2 separate regions of the Arachis hypogaea genome follow, and region 1 is linked to region 2. The links are chromatin contacts, called in public Hi-C maps. All regions are on one chromosome and are shown on one strand. The core of a region is the stretch at or near the end of the contact, and the rest is flanking DNA. Distances in the headings are between cores, read along the strand shown. Region 1 overlaps LOC112764290 (DIS3-like exonuclease 2). Region 2 holds the start of LOC112764218.

Region 1 (3,089 bases), core at 135-2,634, 44 kb before region 2:
GTTTCTGTTTAGTACAGGTGCCAGTAATTTTATTTTATTTTTTTTTAACTTTTTTTTTCTTATTATTTTCCCCTAAAGTGGAATTTCTTCCATTTCATCACCAAGTAAGAGAAAGCTTAATGCATTCAGGATTTACTGCACATGATTGTTGAAGGCAGCATTTTTTTTTTTTTTTTGCATTAGTCATTGTGAACAACTGTATTGTATTACTTGAACAGTCGGGTAAATGTTCTGATGGGGAAACAATTCCCATTTCTTAGACTAGTTTATTTGAGACGATTAGAAAAAGCTGATTAATTGTTCCTATTCCGTAGGCTTATTTGGAAGCTTATAATGGGCTAGAAGAATTACATTAGCTACAAAAACATTTTGATCTAATTGCCTAACCTGAAATCTTGACATGTATGTCTCTTTTATGTTTGGACAATGAACAATAAAGGGTTAGTCTTTCGGTGACATCATGATTTCGCTTTAGATGCCAAACTTAGAATTTACATGTCTAACCTTGAGTCTTGACATGCATCTTTTGTACATGAAATGATGATGCAATGTGGTGCCTTTCTGTTGCATTTTGCTTTGATTGTCTCATATGTATTCTCATGTTCAGATTGAGCAACGCATCTATTATGATGAAGTTGAAGGGTTATCAGTGGAGTGGCTCGAAGCAACATCATCGGTGGTGCTAAGTATGTCTGCTCATAGGCGTGCATTCCGGAGGGGTAGCCATAATAAATGGAGGGCGTTTGAAGAAGTTGCTTTCGTGGTTGATCCATATGACCTGAAAGTTGCATCGGACGGTTCTGATGGATGTGAGAACAGGGATCCCAATTCGAGGACCGAAATTGACCCTGCAGTTTTCCCTCTCACGGTACATCTTCTCTCAACAATTCCGGTGGTACTCCATGCTGTTGGTGGTGATGATGGACCCCTTGAAATTGGGGTGAGGCTGTACATGAGCTCGTATTACGGGTAACTTAGTAAGGATCCTGTTTGCAAAGAACAAGAAGTTACCTGGCGTTATTACTTTGCTCCATTGTAGATAAGTAGACTTTTCCACTTCTATATGAATATGCTTAAAAGGCCTTGCACTAAAATATGGGAGAGTTTGTTGTAGCCTATGTTTCTAACAGAAGCTTGCTGGAATTGGCCATTGTTTTTGTTGGCCTCTTCCATTGTATTATTCACTTGGTTAGCGCCACAAGGTTCTATTATGCCATTATATTGAGGCTGAGGACCTAATTTATACCTTTCTCCCTTTTTTTTTTTTTTGGACTTGCTCCCTTTTATTTTTTATTTTCCTTTTTGTTCCCCTTTGGGTCAACATAATCCCATCCTAGTTTTCCTTGGTTTGACAACAGCCCAATGTTATTTTTTGGTTTGGGTTGGCAGATGTTGTAATGTTTACTTTAGTTCTAAGAATCAAGATATCTCTGCATGTTTGTTTCTGATATTGGTAACTGATGCACCTTTCAGATGGAATAGTGACATTGCATTATTTTTCAAGACTACTAGCTGGAGTGTGATTTATTTTCGTTGTTGCTGTCTTCTTTTGGTTAAATCCTCTATATGTTAGGGTTATAAATGGTTTTGTGCAAAATATATTTTACTGATTATTTTTTGTCCGAACTGTTCACTATTTATTTTCCTTTCTTTTGGGTCATGCTCTTGGTTAAAGAATTTTTTGTTTGGGGCTATGTTGAACAATTTTTAATGAAGGGATTATACTAGGGCCGGTAATATAGACACACAAAAAAAGAGGGTGGGTAACAAATTTAAGAGAAAGAGAGAAAAGAAGAAAAGGGTGGGGGAGGAAGAGACTAAAGTTTCCTGCAAAAACAAAAAAGACAAGTTTTCTTGAATTGGCTTAGTTGAGTTTTGTGACAAATGATTAATTTAGTTTATCATTTACGTAATAATTGATGCTACCTAACCCTAAATGCAGCTACCTACTACAAAATTTTGAAACGGTATGTTAATACTAGTATAGGTTAACAAAAAACTATTATTGCGTGGAGTTAATATTTATATTTTAGCATCACATTTTATATCTTCTTTTGTGGAATTAAGAATTAGTTGCAACTTGCAAGAATATATTCTTCAAATTAATTGTAGAAGTAAAATAGTACAATATAGTATTTGCTAACAAGTGTCGTTAGGTTTTAAGGCATTGCTTAAGGTGAAAATTTTTATTTGGTAGAGGCTTACATGAAGTTTCTTTTTTTGTAAAATTGATGGTTCAAAATCGTATTTTTATTTTATTTTTCTCATGATAAATGGATTATAAGTATGTTAAAATTTCAACTTTAATTTTCTTATAAAAAATTTTCCATTACGCATTTTAACTGGTGTTTTTATAACCTGATGTAAGTACCCAACATATACCAGTACCGAATAATATTTGCTCATTACTTTTATAGTATTATTACGTGCTACACAGAAAATTTGAAACGCTAACTGTGCTCTTTACATAACAACCAAGGCATGAACAATCATGATTAATTTGCAGGACCTAATTTATTTAAGAATTCACAATCAGGAATCGACAACAGAAACATCAAGCATGTGGTGATTTGTACATTAATTGTCACTGTGGGGGGCCAAGTTTCTGATTCCTCCTCTAATTTATTTGCTAGGAACCTCTTAATTAGTGAAGGCCATATATTCCCCAATAATTATGTGATTTTCTTAGCTAATTGCTATACAAATAAAATAAACAATCTTGGCTCTTTGCGAGATGCAGAGAATCTCTATAGCTTACTAGGTATATTCAGACCACATATATTAATATCAACAGAGTTGACGGAAAAAATGGGGGGAAAAAAGTTATTTGAACCTTGAAATGTGTTCACAAAAATAGGTGATTTTGAAATATACAGTTATTAAAAATTCAATGGATCTTATTATGTATTAATTACTATTTTTGCTTTATAACAATAATGTTTAGGAGACAAAAAAAATCAGCTAAAACAGTCTAAACTTACCTTATTTAATATTTATTAATGTTAAGGAACACTGAAGTAATATTTTGAGAGCTGGACGCATGCTTCACAGAGAAAGATTGAGAGAAAGAGGTGGTTGATTGGATTCTT
Region 2 (2,961 bases), core at 172-2,671:
TAATTAATCGCCTAAATTTGAATACTATCAAAGACACCAACGCTTAAAATAAACAGCATCCAATCTTTTTAATGGGAAACAAACGAAATTTTGTAGCAAAAAAAGTCCAATTTAAAAAAAAAAACTGCACGATCGAATCTCCACACATGCAACTCAGCAAAATCCAACTCCTAAAGATAAAGCAACTTTCAATCTCTAACAATTGCAAACAAGAACTTCGAAACTCTAACAATTGCAACTTCCAATCCCTATTTTCAGCATCATCCAAGTTCCAATTGCATCAACTCACCAAAATTAAGCAATTTAGAGAACAACATCCAGCAATTCATCAAAATTTAATCTGCCGTAGAACACACCCTAATTAAACATGTGCATTCACAAAATCAATTAAGAACCATCCACTTACCTGTTACAGCCGTTTGAGAATGCTTGTAGAACTGAAGTCGGCGACTGAACTAAAGGAAACCTGTCCACGCCTCCAGCAAGCAGAGATGGTCTTCACGTAGCGGCGTTGAGTGTATCGGACAATGGACAACTGGTTGACGCAGATGGTTGTTGTTGCATGCGTGGCGGAGATGTGACTGAAACCTCTAGAAGAGAGCCGCTGAGGATGCACCGTCGTCGTTGGGAGGGTGCATCGTCGCTGGGGATGGTGCTCGCCGTGGTTCTGCGCCGCCGTGGGGGATGGTGTTTGTGCTTGCTGATGCGCCGCTGTGGGACAAGGTGTACGATGGCTTTGAGTTGGAGGGTGAGAACCGATGGGAGTAGAAGGTGTTGGGGTGAAACAGTAAAATTTAAACAATTAGGGTTATAGCTGAGTAATTCGGGAGATGATTTTGGTAAATTGGGCTTTGGGATCCAACCCAAAAGTTGTTGTTAGAAGTTGGCTGATCCCACTCTTGGTTCCTAGTGGAATTGATTGTAATAACAAGTGGTTTATAATTGCCAACGAGCTACAGCTCAAATGACATAGTCTCTCTATGCTCACCTCGAAGTCGTGGGTTCGAGTCTCATTCCTAACTTAAAAAAAAAAAAAAAAAACAAGTGGTTCATAGTTTGATTACGAGATCTTGTCAAGAGGATGGGTTGAAACCAGTAGACAATCCAAAGACCAAATCTAATATGTCAACGAGGTATAGCTCAAATAGCATAATTTTTAGATACTTACCTAGAAGTCGTAGATTTGAGTCTCACTCATAGCCTTAGGAAAAAAAAACCAAAATATAATATTCATCTATTTTCACTCATTAAACATTTTTCGCAAGTTTTTTTTTTTTTTTTTTTTGGTCATGAACATTTTTCAGTCTTAAATTCGATGAATGTTAGTTTTTTTTTTTTTTTTTTGGCTACAATGATGTTTGTTTAGGTATACTCCCGAGGGGACTTGGGCCTAAGTATATTTATGTCAAAAGTCCAAAATGTCATTTCCATTGTACTCCAAAAAAAAAGTGCATTAGTTTGATGAAAGGAAAAGAAGTTGACCCCCAAAGCTATCATCATCATTCATCATCCAGTGTCCACTGAAATGATGTAGGAAACCAATGAACAAAATTTGGAATCAAATTCCATTAAAATCAGTAATTTAGTATGCAGGTTCATTGTACCTGCACTCACCCACCCATGAGATTTGCGCCTTCTTCTTCTTTTCCCAAATTCATTGGCTTTTCAAAGCATTTCCACACTCTTATTGCTCCTTCTTCCCCAAAGTTATCGCCTTTCGTTCTTGCTGCCACCATGTCCACCGACACTCTTCCCACTCAGAATCACACCACCGCCACCACCACCCAACGTCCTTTGCAGGTTACACCTATCACTTCTTTTTTTTTTCTTTTTCTTTTTCAGATCGTTTTATTATATCTGCTCCAATTGTTCAGCTAGTTTGATTTCCTTGATGCAATTGTATTTCACATCATGATGCAGTGTTTCTTTGCATTGGTCTTTTGTGTGTCTTTCTGAATTGCTTAATTTTATGGTAAAAAGTTTGTAATTTGGTACAACTTAGTTTGTTGGAAGATGCTATTATGATTAGCTTGTTAAACCTTCCTAATCAAGATGCAATGTCCTAGTAGATTGAGTAGAGCTTGTAATGGGGGAAGAGTTTGGCTTTGTTTTCTTGTTTGTAAACTACCTAGTCATGGTTTATGTGGAACAGGAAAAGAAGAATGCTGATGACTTAGCTCTTAAAAGATATTATATTTTTCTTAAGATATCTCAATTATGATAAAAAAAAAAGTTTGGTTTGCGGATCTGAGTTCCATTTAAGTGTTTGTCGCTAGTCAATGGGTTGCTGCAAACACAAGGCGGGATTCAAACCTCCAACACTTACTTATGTGGACTAGTGAGTTAACCACTAGTCCAACCCAACTTGGTTCTCAATTATGATAAATTAGTTTGTGAAAGATCAACATTCTTACAAACTAGTTCCTAAACAACAAATTGCTAATAAATTAGTTATTAGTCCCTAAAAAAGGTCGTTTGATAACACTAAAAAGCTCAGTATTGAGTACCATATTAGGGACTAATTTATCAGTGTTTTGATAGCTGAGGGGTCAAATTGGTGATTGTCCTGCAAAAATATGAAAGATACAAAAAGTAAATAAATAAAAATGATAGCACTGCCAGCTGTTGTATCTGATGCTTGCTAATTATGTATTTGTTTGTTAGGTTGCAAAGCGCTTAGAGAAGTTCAAAACAACAATCTTCACCCAAATGAGTAGTCTTGCAATCAAACATGGAGCCATAAATCTTGGTCAAGGATTTCCCAACTTTGATGGTCCAGATTTTGTGAAGGAAGCAGCGATTCAGGCAATCAGGGATGGCAAAAATCAGTATGCCCGTGGCTATGGAATTCCGGACCTGAACCTTGCCATTGCTGAGAGATTTAAGAAAGATAGCGGACTTGTGGTGGACCCTGAAAAGGAAGTTACAGTTACATGTGGGTGCACTGAAGCAATTGCTGCA

The links. Hi-C and Micro-C count contacts between places; a contact is called where the count stands out from the background.
Region 1: a Hi-C map of an unstated tissue shows a contact between it and region 2, with 4 times the contacts expected there. The contact joins the enhancer-like site here to the promoter of LOC112764218 in region 2. A contact is called at or near these places in 5 of 8 Hi-C or Micro-C datasets (leaf and an unstated tissue).

The regions. Positions count from the first base shown.
Region 1 is chr17:127,246,021-127,249,109 of arahy.Tifrunner.gnm2.J5K5, reverse strand. It overlaps LOC112764290 (DIS3-like exonuclease 2), which reads left to right. Exons shown (of 7, transcript XM_025809852.2): 7 at 608-1,508. The coding sequence ends at 973. Among protein-coding and RNA genes, the nearest start is that of LOC112764290, 6.7 kb to the left of the region's middle. Within about 2 kb of position 1,384, at least 3 of the 3 cell types and tissues checked have open chromatin away from gene starts, as enhancers often do.
Region 2 is chr17:127,201,951-127,204,911 of arahy.Tifrunner.gnm2.J5K5, reverse strand. LOC112764218 reads left to right here and starts at 1,421. Exons shown (of 2, transcript XM_025809769.3): 1 at 1,421-1,800; 2 at 2,665-2,961. The coding sequence starts at 1,588.